Linked DNA regions of Mus musculus: regions 2, 3 and 4 are each linked to region 1. Evidence: chromatin contacts called from public HiCAR-type, HiChIP or PLAC-seq and promoter capture Hi-C data. All regions are on one chromosome and are shown on one strand. The core of a region is the stretch at or near the end of the contact, and the rest is flanking DNA. Distances in the headings are between cores, read along the strand shown. Region 1 holds the start of Cln8 (CLN8 transmembrane ER and ERGIC protein). Region 2 overlaps Dlgap2 (DLG associated protein 2). Region 3 overlaps Dlgap2 (DLG associated protein 2). Region 4 overlaps Dlgap2 (DLG associated protein 2).

Region 1 (3,344 bases), core at 621-3,120:
TCACATCTTAGCTCGGCACTCTCTGGTTACTCAAGGCAGGTACCCTCCCACACTGGCTGATACCCTTCCTTGACATATCATAGAGCAATAGATGGACTGTAGGCACGAGGATTCTCCTAACACTTTCAGAAATCACACACAGGCAGCTGGCCAAAGTATTTTCCCAGTGCCAAAAGACATGTATGCTTAACAAAGCTGAAAAGAAAACGTATAAGCCTGGAAATAGAGAACTGAAACCCGTTCTCCTCCGAGAGAGCCCTAAGCAATACCACGGGTTTGGGGGCACATGCTGAGTCAGTCTTTCTCTAGATAAAACGTTTCCTTTTTATTAACAGAAAGGAATAAACACACGGCAGCTGTTTACTCTGCCTTTGCCTTTTGCAGCACATCGGGCATGCCCCTCACTAATCCTGTCCCACGTGGTTCTCAGTGGCCTAAGAGAAACACTACTGGGACTTATTTACCTATCCACTAACTATCCTAGCCGGATTCTCCAGATTCTCACTATCCGAAGAGATTCGGTCCTGAATAGCACAGGGAGAGCTTTCAAGGTCTAGGAGCTTTGTTTCCATAACAACTAGCACCTAGAGGCTAGGGCGGGTCTACCAGAGCTTGGGTGGGTGTAGTGGAATCTCATATTTTCAGAATATCTGAGGTTTCCTTAATCATAGCCTTTCCCACTCTTCCTAGAGAAAAGTTTAAATAAAAAAATACAAAACACGGGAACAAGTCCAGTGTATAGCTACAGATTTCATACATAAACACGGTCAGAAAACAAATATCGATACCGACATGAATTCAAACAGTACTTAGGAGCAGCCACCTACTCTGTCATTCCGACGACTCTGAAAGCCTTCTAAAAGGGCTTAGGCACCCTTTTCTAAGGCAGCAGCACCCTAGCCCCAGGACCTCCCACGGTGTGCTGAGAGCTAGGGGTCCTTCCTATTCCCGCTCCCCTTCACTAAGTGCTGACACCACCCAGTCCTACCTCGCGGAGATCTGACCAACATCGCCTTTCACCCTCTGGTCCCATGATGATCCACACTCAAGTTCCTCATCCCCTAGCACTGTACAGACCTAGCCCAGCGACCGTGGTCCATCACTTTGCTGCCCCAAGTTCTCTTGCGACCCAGGTCGACCTATCCAGTCGGACCCAGTCTGAATCGTCCACCCGCGCCCACGGTGGCCCAGGACCTATACACCAAATGGAATGCTTCCTCCTCGGGTGGCCAAGCAAAGACTGCGCTGCTGCAGGCAGGTGTATACAGGGTGCCCTTCACGTCTCACCTGCATTCAGGTGAGCAGAAGGGGGGCGCCGCCTCTTGGTCCATCAGCTGCTTAGACTCGCTGTCCCAGGAGCTCCTGAGCCGTAGACACACCTCGTGACCGGAGCCAGATAGAATACCGGTCGCTGAGTGGCACTGGAGACTAGGGCCCCACGCCCATCTGTGTCCCCGCCTCAGCTGGGCACCCCGCTTTCAGGCCATCCCGCCCCTAGCACCGGAGAAATCACCCACGACAGTGTCGCGCGCTGAGCAAACACTATCCACTGCGCACGCGCACTGCTGAAGCCCTAAGCCTCGCCTCCCTAGGACGCTACCAAGGTAGACTCGGGGGGCACGAGTTGGGGTAGGATCATCCCATCCAGCGCCATGGGGGTGCCTGGAGCAGGCTACACAGTTCGCAGCGCGCTATGCTAGATTTGACTATCGTAGCTCAAGTTGGTGCTGGGACCTTAAGAGTGGTACGGAGGGATCAGTGGAGGAATTCCTCAACCCCCACCCCAACTGACCTTCCACGATCCTCTGTGTGGACCGTCCCCCAAGACCCTCCTACGTACACCCCTTCACTCCCTGTCCCTTCCCTCTTTCCTAAGTCCCTAAGGCCTCTGACGTCAGAGCGCAGAGGTGAAACGCAAGCGCACGCGTCTCCTGGTTGGTGCTGCCAGAGCTCCAGGCGACTGCATGGAGTCGAAAAACTTGCTCAGGCCGACAAAATGGACCGCACTGTGTCCCTTGCTACAGCAGCATTGTCTTCCAGGCGGTGGTAACCAGCTCCTGTCTGCACAAGTACAGTTCGGGCTTACGGTCCCTTAGGAAAAGGTGGCTGTGAGGCGTGTGCAGAGCTACCCTGTGCTCCTGCTAAGAGCCGAAGCTAATTCAGAGCCAGCATTATGAGAAGAGCAAAGACCTCCCGACCCATTCCATGTACCTACTAACCAAGCGGGGCTGGTAGGGTAGCGGTGAGAGGTGCGGAATCAGTCCCCTCTCTCTGAGCAGATAATCAGCACTTAGTACCCTCATCTACCTAGCATAGCAGGAAAACCAACCTGGCTCGGGATTCACGTCTGGCCTCAGCACTCCTTGTGCAATGTCTGCTAGTCAGGTGCTTGCAATTGCCTGGCCCTTATCTAGACAGGGCAATTGCCCACCCTACCCTGGATTGCAGACAGGTGGCCACATAACAGAGTCCTCCCTAGAGCCCTTTATCATACCATATCTTGATAATTAACAAGATAGCTGGTTTAAAAGACTAGAAGGAATAGCGTCCTGTACATACCCACCCTCCTGGTTCTGATATTGTCTCTGAACACCCAGGAATTGCAACATAGTTAACCAGGCCACCTGCAGAAATACCTTTGAGAAACATCACACAAGATGGATAGAATGGCTAATGAGCTGTGACTTCAGCCCTGTGCCCCTGTGACTTGTGATAAGGGTCCCTTTACAGCAAAGATTTTACACCGACGTTCAAGTTCTGTTATTTTCCTGAGGTTTCATCAATATTTGGTGCACCCCAGAGTCCATGGTTGGCACCTTAGTTTTTCCACTTGGCTGGTATGAGCAATAACATAGTTTCAAGACCACCCTAAGCTGCTTGAAACCCTGTGTCAAAATAACAAGAGAGATCTGGGTGTGTAAACAGCGTTTAGTAATACTGACCTTTGGCCAGGTGGAGATAGGAAGGTCAGGGGTTAAAGGTCATCTTCAGGGAAGGAGTTGATTTTAAGGTCAGCCTGGGTTAGACTGTTTACAAACACACCTTTCCTATCTGACCGCAGTTCCTGCATCATCACCTGCAAGTTTGCACCCCAGGCACTGTTTCCATCTGGCCAGCCTGGCTGGATGTCTCCTCTAAGCCCTCCTTAAGCCTCTCTTGTGTCAGGTTCCCACACCACACAGCTCACTCATCCATCCAGATGTTACAGTTGCCTGTCCCAGGCACTATGACCTCGACTGTTAGTCTCAGGCAGTTGCCCTCTGTTACTGTGTCATAGGCCGTTTGGAGAAGGCAAACTGGAATGACTTTAATGGAGGTGGGGGGGGGGGTTAATTTAACCCTCA
Region 2 (3,344 bases), core at 254-2,753, 770 kb after region 1:
GAGAGCAGAGCGTAGCTACAGCAGCACCCACAGAATGCCTATCAGCGTTCATAGACAGGCATCTGAAACACCCCTTGCCTGGCACCTCCCACCTCACAGCCCCTCCCGTAAGCACTACAATCACCTTCCCCTTTAAAACAACGGCAATCCCTCTAAACGAAGACTTGAACTCAGGGTTTAGGCTCTATCACAATATGGTGTGCTAATTGTCCAGACATCTTAAAAAATTTAGCCCACATGACAAGATACAGCTAGAGCCTAAGTGAATGCAACCAACCACCCTTCTGTAAAGGGAAGCCAAAGGGAATCCTAAAAGTTTCCATAGAAAAGGCAGACAAGGGGCTGGAGAGATGGCTCAGTGGTTAAGAGCACCGACTGCTCTTCTGAAGGTCCTGAGTTCAAATCCCAGCAACCACATGGTGGCTCACAACCATCTGTAATGAGATCTGATGCCCTCTTTCTGGTGTATCTGAAGACAGCTACAGTGTACTTAGATATAATAACAATAAATAAATATTAAAAAAGAAAAAGAAAAGGCAGACAATCACACAGCAAGTGATAAGACAACTTTGTACAGAGAAAGCTGAGAAAATATCGTGCCACCTTAAAAAGATATGGGGGCGGAGCAATGGAAATTTAAACGAAACAGTTGAGACTGGAATTTTAATTGATATGTTGGAAGGTCATAATGTTAACAAAATCTACCAGAAAATAGAAAAAAGGCACAGCGGGAATGTCCACATAGCACACTCCACAGCAGGAGGATAGCAGGCTTCACATGAGAGCATGAGTACTCCTGACCAGAAAAAAGAAAACTGGAAGTGAAGAAATAGGTGACAGCGTCACCAAGCTCTCCAGAGGGGACAGGGGCAACAGAGGGGAAATGATCTTAGAATTCAATAACCGGGCTAGACCTTCTAACAGAGGGAACGGCTGGCACGATCAGAAACTAGCCCTCCACTCTTGCTATTCCACAGTACTACTGCAAGCCTGACATCAATACAGACAGAAAGGGGCAGACTCAAGAAATAAAACAGATGACCAGAAAGGACATGAAGTGTTGAAAAAGCTCAGGCCTAGTGATCTATCAAAACCTGTCAGGAAGGAAGGAAGGAAGGAAGGAAGGAAGGAAGGAAGGAAGGAAGGAAAGTCCAGAGATCCATATCTGAGAAGTATAAACTATCTCCCTGGGCCTTTGGGATAACTGTAACAGGCAAGAAATCCAAGAAGCTGGACAGAGTGACATATACCTGTAATCCCAGTAGTGAGGAATCTGAGGCAGGAGGATTGTGGGTTCAAGATCAACCCTGGATAGCCAGTGAGATGAAAGAGGGATAGAGAGAAGGGAAAAGGAAGAGGAATTGGCAGAAGGAAAGAAGAAACACCCTTAGGCATTCCAGGGATCTATGTGAGACAGAAACCATGTGCCACCATGCGCTGGGCAGCTCTGCCATATTCAGCGAGTACAATGTGAACAGATGTACTTATTTCTGATGTCCAGGCTACAGCAAAAGCACCAGAATTAACTGCGACTGCTAAACATACCGTGCATAGCATCCGCCATAGAGAATGCTGGGCTGCAGAGAGAAACTGGAAGTTCAGTGAGCTCAGAGGAGCTAGCATCTCTCCACACACAGGCTGGCTGTCGGGTGACAATGCCTAGAGTGGCCAGGATAAGAAATAAAGGTGGAACTCACTGCTGGAGCTAGCGAGTTAGCCAAGGGAGAGACTAAAAGCAGTAACCCAGTGACAGGCTGAGCAGCTGACACCAGAAACACCCTGGTGAGGAGGCAGGGGGTTGCCCTGAGGAGACAGACCCACACTCAGAAGCAGTCACCAGCAAGGCAAGCCGTGAGCATACAAGGCTGAACTCGGGGTATAGGCGCATACCTCTGGTGTGCTTCCAAGCCCACAAAACAAGTAACGCAGCAGTAGGAGTGAAGAGTCCCCTTGTGTCCTAGTTAGGTCACTACTGCCGTGGTAAAACACCATGACAAAAGCAACATGAGGAGGGAAGGGTTTATTCAGCTTGCACATCCACGTTGCTGTTCATCATCAAAGGAAGTCAGGACAGGAACTCAATCAGGACAGAGAACCTGGAGAGGTGCTGCTCACTGGCTTGCTCTTTGACCGCTTGCTCTTGCTCAGCCTGCTTTCCTATAGAACCCGGGACCTCCTGCCCAAGGATGGCTCCACCCACATACACTGGGCCCTCCCCCATCAATTGCTAATTAAGGAACCGCTCTACAGGCTTGCCTGCTGCCCATTCTTTTGGAGGCATTTGCTCAATGGAGGCTCCCTCCTCTCTGATGACTCTAGCTTGTGTCGAGTTAACATACAACTTAGCTAGCACACCACGTAAGCCATGGGTCACGGGCAATGAAGCTGGTCCAGACAGACTCTCTAGGATGTGAGATGACGATGCAGGGAGTTGTCGTCTGCAGTGGAGGTGGGAAATTCCACTCTGTTACGATGTCCTAACTGTACTCACCCGCCTTGGGGTGGCAGAGAAGCAGAGTAAGGCATTCTCTCTTTCCACTCTAATTCCTTGTGCACAGTTGCATTTTTTTCCTTAAATATATGAGCAAATAGGTAAACTTCTCTCACAAAGCACACAATCCTATATTTCATGTTATCTTTAAATTCTTTCACTCAATCCACCTAAAATTAAGCAGTAGGGAAACAAGAGCTACTGCCGCCTGTTCTGCTGTTTTGTGGGAAGCAGTCTAGAGGCAAGATTAGGTTTTGCAAGGAAATAATCATAATAAGACCTACAATGTTAAAGACACCTCACGACAGCAGGACGCTTAATGACCCCTCCAGCAGGGCAGATCACCTGGTCTACTGACCAGCTCGGAATCCAGCAGTCCCTGTCCTGGGGCTTGAATCTGTGGTCCAAGTCTGACAAACTTCCTAAAGTGCTGGGAAGCAGGGAGAAGCCATGTCTTCATCCTTTAGCAGCAGGCCTGGGAACTCACTTGTTAGATGGTACGGCATCTGAACATAACGCATCTCAGGAAAAGTAAACCAGGGGCCATTGCGCTAAACAATTACGTCCAAGTAATGTAGAAAAGAAACGTGCTTAGACCTGAGAACAACTGTGCGCCACCGGATCATCCAGTTCTAGCCGCTTCTGCACAGACAACCAGAGCCCCAAGGTGAGGCTGGTTTGCAGATAACCATGGCTCTCTGGAGAAGAGGCCATCACAAAAGGAAGTGGAAATGTTAGTGTGTGTGTGTGTGTGTGTGTGTGTGTGTACTCAGCAATCTGCATACTGATCGATGTACCTTAATAAAATAACTCTTCAGAAAGCATACACATTGGAAGAAAAGCAGAGTGATCA
Region 3 (3,344 bases), core at 282-2,781, 570 kb after region 1:
ACAGCATATCAATCCCAGCCTAGTAGTTTGGTCTGTGTCCTTGGGCCATCTAGAACAACAGGATGAGCTGCTGGAGGCTCCCTGGGAATGAAACCATCCAGTCCTACAGCCTGAACTGTAGGGGTGGGGGCAGGCACTCTGTGATCCTCCTAAGTTGCATGGTTGAAAGCACTTACTAGATATTGTTCACAGAAGGAACATGAAAGCAGGTATATCCTAGGATTCCTGGATACAAAGTCAGGAGAGATTCCAACCATCCCGCACAGCTGACTAATGTAAATCTGGGGACATGGGAGAGCAAGGTTAACATCATCTCCAGGTTGGACAGTGGCAAATTTAGGCTATAAGCCAGTATGCCTACATCTGTATTTAAGGACATTTCTTCTAGCATTTCTCAAATGCACTAGCCCTGCCAGTGGCTTCCTGATGTAATGGCAACAGATACACAACTTCTACATCTCAGACACTGCACAAAACGACCGAAAGGACCACTGATACAGGTTCTATACATTTGGCATCTTCTGCAGAGACTCTGTTAGATAAAAACATCTGGAGAGAACACACCCTCATGTTGAACCACTCCAGGGATAATAAGTACTACCTCTTAGGACCTGCAGCTTCCCAACTACCAAGAAGCAAGGATGTGAGCCCCTGAGATGTCTGCACCTTGGCATTCCACATGGATTACCCAGGAATCAGAACCATATTGCCTCCAATACACTAATTCTAGGTGCTCAAAGATCTATGCATCAATGTCTTTTGTGTGTGTGTGTGTGTGTGTGTGTGTGTGTGTGTGTGTGTGTGTTTGCATGTGTGTAAGTGTGCAGACACGTGTGAGAAGGTCAGAGGCTAACTTCAGGTGTTATTCCTTAGGTTTCATCTACCTTGTTTCTTCAGACAGGGTCTCTCACTGACCTGGAACTCGCTTACCGGGCTATGCTGGCTCGCTAGAAAATCCCAGGGATCCACCTGCTTCTGCCAACCCAGGTCTGAGATTCCACGCCTATGCCTGCATTCCAGATTTTCCATGAATACCGAGGATGAAACCTAGGCCCCCGTGCTCATTCAGTAAGGTCTTCACCAACAGGGCCATCACCCCAGCTCCAGTCTGATTTTTAAAGTGAATAAAAATCTAAATGTCAACCCTGAACTGTATGACTAAGTAGTCAAACACTTAAGCCAGCACACAGTGATGCTGGGCCCCATTAGAAATGAACAATGACTTTCATTTTCCAAAGAACCCATCATCTTAAAAAAAAAAAAAAAAAAAAAGAGGTCAGATATAGAAAGAGGAAAACACTGCATTCATATGAAAAAAAAAGGAAATAACTTGGTAAAGGCAGTTACTCTGTGTAAAAGCTCACAAAAAGAATGTGAATGTAAAAACAAAGCAAAACAAAAATCCTCTCCTTACAAAGTCTCCGAGTGTGATTGCAGAGCAGAGCTGATGATCCACTAAGCTGGGCACAATCGCAACCAGCTGTGGCCAGCAGCCGTCCACAGGGCTTGAAGGAGGCCTCCTATGTTCACACTGAGCCTTTGAAGTAGGCAGCAGAGCCTGTACATTCCTGTGGGTATCAGACCCGAAACTATTCAGCTTGGTGAATTCTGTTGGGAGAATTTTACTTTGTAGCAGAGACCTGCACTTTCCCAAGCCTTCCCACTTCCGCATCTGTCAAGAAACACAATTGGTTTTCTTTATAAGGCTATATTTTTTCCTTACAAAGAAACAGTTTCTCTCACTTCATAAAAACTCTTTACAAGCTCTTTCCTGACAATTCACAGCATGTTGCAAGGCACAGAGCCATCATTTGAAGCCTTGCTTGACTTAGAAACAGTTTCTTGTAGCTGCAGAAAAAGGAATCCGATATAAGAAGCAATGAAAAACCGAACACTTTAGCCCAGCTGGAAACAGAAATAGTAAAGCCAGCGGCGGGCTTCCTGACCACTGAGTCTGTTCTGAGGGATTTATGTGCACTAGATCATTAGCTGAAACAATCATGCTATGGGCGGGTGAGTTACCACCCCCTATGCCGAGGGAGGAAACTGAGATATAGTTACTCATGCAAGAGAGCATGAGGCAGCATGTCGACTGCAGAGCAGAGCTAACCACTCAACCAAGCACACAGGAGCTGGGGAGTGAGCACCTGTCCGTGAGGCCATCCACTGCCAAGGCATGGTGGTGGGTGTGGGAACACAGGGTTTAGTCTGTCTGAGAAGACAAGCAGAGAAGAAACAGGTTTTAAGACTCCTGGATTCAGACGTACTGTCAACACTCAAAACTTCTCGTGAAAAGGCAGCCCTCAAATTGGGAGAAAATGTTCTCAAAGTAGAGAGCTGAGGGGAGATTGCTATTCACATTAAATAAAAGGTCCCTGCGAGTAAATGGCAGACCAATCTATTCACAAACAGACACTTGAGTAGACATGTCTCCAAAGACAGACAGATGTTCAACAAGCCCACTAAGTGTCTGTCAGCATCACTGGTCATTAGGGAAATTCACATCAAAGACATGCCCTTGTGATGGGTCTTGTGGGAAAAAGGGGACAGAAGCTAAAGAGTTGGTAAGGATGTAGAGGGGAAAAAAGGGCCCCCACTTACTCAGAATAGGGGTACAACATAGCCATGAAATCTATCACAAAACAAAACAAAACAAAACAAAACAAAACAAAAAACCAAAAACCTGACTGATCCTCCAAAAGTCAAGTGCAGGGTTACTGCTGATCCGCTGATTACCGGCCTTGGAGGAGACGGGAAGCCTTGCTTGCTCTGGTATTTGCAGATACCAGACTCACAATAGGCAGAGGCAGAAAATCCAACCTGCTCATTAAGAGGTGGAGGGACAAACAGAAGACACACATGCAATGAGATGGTCCTCAGCCCTTAGAAGAACATCTCTGAAACTGTGCCAAATACACACGTGCTGTAAAGTACCCTCAGAGTCGAGATCCACACCAGTGGGATTCGTGGAACTAGTCACAATGCATCTGAGGATACCAAGGACATGGGAGGGGAGTGGGTTCACCTGGGCAGGCACAGTGCTTGTTGTGAAGATGGACTAATGGGTTGATTTGGTTGGATTAGCTACTTTTCTGTTGTTATAATGAAACATTATGAACAAAAGTTAAACAACCTTTTTCTTTAAATTATTAAAGAACAGTTTAAAGGAAAAGTTTCTTTGGGAGCTTGCAGTTGTGATGGGAGAATCCATAGCAGAAGCAAAACAGCAGGTAACCAGAGCAGGAAGCTAAGAGATCACATATTTTAACCCCAAACCAAAGCAGAGAGAGGAAACCGCCAGTAGGGCAAGACTAAAAACTCTCACAACCCATACCCAATGTCAT
Region 4 (3,344 bases), core at 545-3,044, 530 kb after region 1:
CCAGAAAAGCCCCCAGACTGCACAGACACTGTGAGACCTACCACCAGTAGTTACACTTTACGTAGCTCTCCTCCAGCTAAACTCCGGCCTTCTTCTTCTACACTTATCTTCTCTGACTTGTCACCGAAGCAGGCCTTAAGTCTACCTCCTTCCTATTTTATACTCTACTATTCTATACTATAGCTTCCTAAAAAGAGGCCAAGAGGCATTTCTTCTTCTAGGTACCCAAAACACAGGTAATAGGTGCCCACACGGAGGCTTGCTTAACTCACCATTGGCAACTGTGGTGGTTAGAATATGCTTGGCCCAGGGAGTGGCATTGTTAGCACATGTGGCCTTGTTGGAAGAAGTGTGTCACTGTGGGGGTGGGCTTTAAGACCCTCATCCTAGATGCCTGAAAGCCAGTCTTTTGCTGTTTGCCTTCGCAACAAGAGGTAGGACTCTCAGCTCCTCCAGCCCCATGCCTGCCTGGATGCTGCCATGCTCCTGCCTCAATGATAATTGACTGAACCTCTGAACCTGCAAGTCAGCCCCAATTAAATGTTGTCCTTATAAGAGTAGCCCCTGTCATGGTGTCTGTTCACAGAAGAACACTAAAACAACAACCCAACACACTAACCATCCTTCTACTCACAACTGATCTCAATCCACTCAAGCCAGTCACGGTCATCTGAGGGTCTTACCTGTTCTGCTCCATCCCTTCCTCTATTGTGGCACTCCTGGCCTTCCTTCTCTCTGCCACTAATCAGGTATTTTCCATTCACTGTCACTTCCTGGGGATCAGCTACACCCACAAGGTATAGCACCGACTTTCCACTGGTGGCAGTCGCTTCACCAGCCTCTTCCTCATGGGCCTTATCAGCAGGTATGCAGTCACAGTGGGGTTACAGTCTGAACCCCCCCCCATGGCCTTCAGCACCCACAGCTTTCCAGATACCAACTCTCCCCAGGTTCATGATAGCCACCACTTGTATTTTGGCCTTTATCAATCCAGGAGAGCACTTGCAAGTTTTCAAGATCCTGGAGAGATGGCCCAACTGTTGTCTGGCCTCTCAGTCAGAATTCCCATTACTTTGCTTCTTTCTGAACTTCGCTTCTGTATATGTATATGTGTATGTATATGTATCTTCTGTATATAATGTGTGTATATATGTACATATGTATATGTGTGTGTATGCATATGTACAAATGTATGTATGTGTGTATGTATGTACATATGTATGTGTGTGTGTGTGTGTGTGTGTGTGTATGTGCTATCGTGAAGGCACAGGCTTGCTTCTGTATCCAGCCCCTGCCTACATGTGAACTAAGGCTGCACACACTCTCAGCCTTCACCTACTGGGGACCCCACCTGGGGATGTCACAGTAAACGCCTCCACAGACACAGCCCTACTCCCCTGAGCTCAGACTCATGCCTTTCCTCCCACCAGCTACATAGCCCTTGAGAAAAGGGTGACAAGCCTGAAGCTGTCCTTTGACAGTTCATGTTTACAAGATATAAACAATTCTCTCCTTTTTTTTTGCTAAATATTAAAGTATCAAAAATTACATTCTGTGAAGGCCCTGTGCCAGTATGTCTTTCATGATACCTCTAGGAGCTGTCCTCAGATCTACAGAAGTCATGATATGGATTTTCTTCCATGGGAGCTGTGACCTTGAGACAGACCACACTCTAGACTGATGTTGTCCCTGTTTTGAGGCAGTGAGAGCTCCTATCTTTGTATCCCTGTATACTTGATCAGCCCCCATGAGAAAGCTGGTGCCAGCTCCCTGCAGCCCTGCAGATAGTGAAGGATTTTCCACTCCAAGGCAGAGCAGGACTACATACTTCTTTTGCCCCAGCAAAACATCTGTCTCTGCCTTGCAATGCGGGTGCACGGCTCCATCTAGGGGACAAAGTTACTTCAACAGTGAATACTCAGAGAGGTCTAGGGTTACCTAGAGCCCCAGAGAACAAAAGGCAGAAACTATTTGATCGCGTTTCTGACAGAAGAACCCAGCTGAGACCCTGAAGAGCTTCCACTGGGGTGGCAGAAAAGACACAGCTCCATGGTTAAGAGAGGAGACATCTGTATCATCATGCCTAGCAACACAGCTGTGTGATTGGAGGGGAAATGGCCCCCGCAGCTCATAGCTTTCAATACCTGGTCTCCAGTTGGTGGAACTTTTTGGGAAGGATTAGGAGGTGTGGCCTTGGCGTAGAAGGTGTGTTACTGGGGGTGGGCTTTGAGCTCTTAAAAGCCTGATGTCCTTCCCAGTGTTCCCTCTCTACCTTGTGGTTGTGTCAAAAGATGTGAGCTCTCAGTTGGTCCTGCTGCCATGCCTTTGCACCACCATCACAGATTCTGACCCACCGAAACCATATATATGCCCAATTAAATTTTATATATATATATACATATATATATATATATATACACATATATATATACACACACATATATATATATACACACACACACATATATACACACATATGTATATACATGTACATCATACAGTATACATATATGTGTGTGTATGCATGTGTATATTTATAATATTTAAATTATATATACATATATTCTATATATCATGTATACATATGTATACATGTATATATGTGTACATGTATATTTATATTTAAATATATATTTAAATTACATATTATATATATGTATGTATATGTATCCTTAGCTATGCTGTTTCCCCCACTGCAATAGCAAAGTTACTAACATAGTAGTTCACAGCTCTTTTACTCCCTTATAAGCTTCTCAGGTTTATGGACATACAGATGCATACACCTTGAGGCCATGGTGCCCACTCAAAAGGGAAACTAAAGAAATCAATGGGAATGTAGGTCTCCATCTACCCACAACTGTAACCACTCTGGTCAGATTTATTACTGTATTCACACAAGTTTCTTCAAACTGTTTTAAAATTCAGAACATAAAAAGCAGCAGGTATGTTAAGGGAGGAAACTTGGTTCACGGACAACAAGGCATGATGTGAAAACGGGAGCAGGGACTCAGAGGTAAAAACAGATGCACAGCCCCGCAGAGCACACAGTGGAGCTCACAGGTCAGGCTCCAGCTCCAAGGGGTGGGTGAAGCACCTGCCTTGAGCTCTTCATGATATGGGTTGTAGGATCTGCTCGGTTTGTAAAGTGTTTACTGCACAGGCTTGAGTACCTGAGTTCAATTTCCCAGAAAAGAAAAAAGAAACAAAAGCAAAACCAAAACACAGACACACACACACACATGTATACAGACAGATACACACACACACATACACACATATGTTGTGCCCACCTCAGCCGGCAAGGAAGACACAACACGGTTGGATTCTTCTCAACAGCCTTTATT

What was found. Promoter capture Hi-C pulls out the DNA fragments that hold promoters and counts their contacts. HiCAR-type assays count read pairs that join an accessible place to other places. HiChIP or PLAC-seq counts read pairs in DNA pulled down with a chosen protein or histone mark.
Region 2: an H3K27ac HiChIP or PLAC-seq map of VIP interneurons shows a contact between it and region 1, with 10 times the contacts expected there. The contact joins the enhancer-like site here to the promoter of Cln8 in region 1. A contact is called at or near these places in 2 of 39 promoter capture datasets (cranial neural crest and embryonic stem cells) and 11 of 115 datasets of contacts at active chromatin or transcription factors (the NIH/3T3 cell line, VIP interneurons, astrocytes and 6 more).
Region 3: a contact with region 1 is called in a HiCAR-type map of astrocytes, with 2.8 times the contacts expected there. The contact joins the enhancer-like site here to the promoter of Cln8 in region 1. A contact is called at or near these places in 2 of 39 promoter capture datasets (both in embryonic stem cells), 1 of 15 datasets of contacts at CTCF or cohesin (the NIH/3T3 cell line), 1 of 484 Hi-C or Micro-C datasets (cortical neurons), 9 of 115 datasets of contacts at active chromatin or transcription factors (the NIH/3T3 cell line, astrocytes, embryonic basal ganglia and 5 more) and 2 of 9 other capture datasets (adipose tissue and pancreatic islet).
Region 4: a promoter capture Hi-C map of Sertoli cells shows a contact between it and region 1, with 9 times the contacts expected there. The contact joins the enhancer-like site here to the promoter of Cln8 in region 1. A contact is called at or near these places in 7 of 39 promoter capture datasets (the 3T3-L1 cell line, Sertoli cells, cancer-associated fibroblasts and 3 more), 1 of 15 datasets of contacts at CTCF or cohesin (stem cell-derived epiblast-like cells), 9 of 484 Hi-C or Micro-C datasets (the C2C12 cell line, the HL-1 cell line, adipose-derived mesenchymal stem cells and 4 more), 13 of 115 datasets of contacts at active chromatin or transcription factors (the NIH/3T3 cell line, embryonic basal ganglia, embryonic forebrain and 8 more) and 2 of 9 other capture datasets (adipose tissue and embryonic stem cells).

Annotation. Positions count from the first base shown.
Region 1 is chr8:14,887,062-14,890,405 of GRCm38.p6, reverse strand. It overlaps Cln8 (CLN8 transmembrane ER and ERGIC protein), which reads right to left and starts at 1,870. Exons shown (of 3, transcript NM_012000.3): 1 at 1,288-1,870.
Region 2 is chr8:14,116,615-14,119,958 of GRCm38.p6, reverse strand. All of the region lies in intron 1 of Dlgap2 (DLG associated protein 2), which reads right to left. Among named protein-coding and RNA genes, the nearest start is that of Dlgap2, 22 kb to the right of the region's middle. Within about 2 kb of position 1,503, at least 2 of the 459 cell types and tissues checked have an H3K27ac peak or open chromatin away from gene starts, as enhancers often do. A contact at or near this core is called in VIP interneurons, where this site is marked.
Region 3 is chr8:14,320,073-14,323,416 of GRCm38.p6, reverse strand. All of the region lies in intron 3 of Dlgap2 (DLG associated protein 2), which reads right to left. Among named protein-coding and RNA genes, the nearest start is that of Gm26184, 48 kb to the right of the region's middle. Within about 2 kb of position 1,531, at least 49 of the 459 cell types and tissues checked have an H3K27ac peak or open chromatin away from gene starts, as enhancers often do. A contact at or near this core is called in the NIH/3T3 cell line, astrocytes, embryonic fibroblasts and 1 more, where this site is marked.
Region 4 is chr8:14,356,496-14,359,839 of GRCm38.p6, reverse strand. All of the region lies in intron 3 of Dlgap2 (DLG associated protein 2), which reads right to left. Among named protein-coding and RNA genes, the nearest start is that of Gm26184, 85 kb to the right of the region's middle. Within about 2 kb of position 1,794, at least 4 of the 459 cell types and tissues checked have an H3K27ac peak or open chromatin away from gene starts, as enhancers often do. A contact at or near this core is called in Sertoli cells, where this site is marked.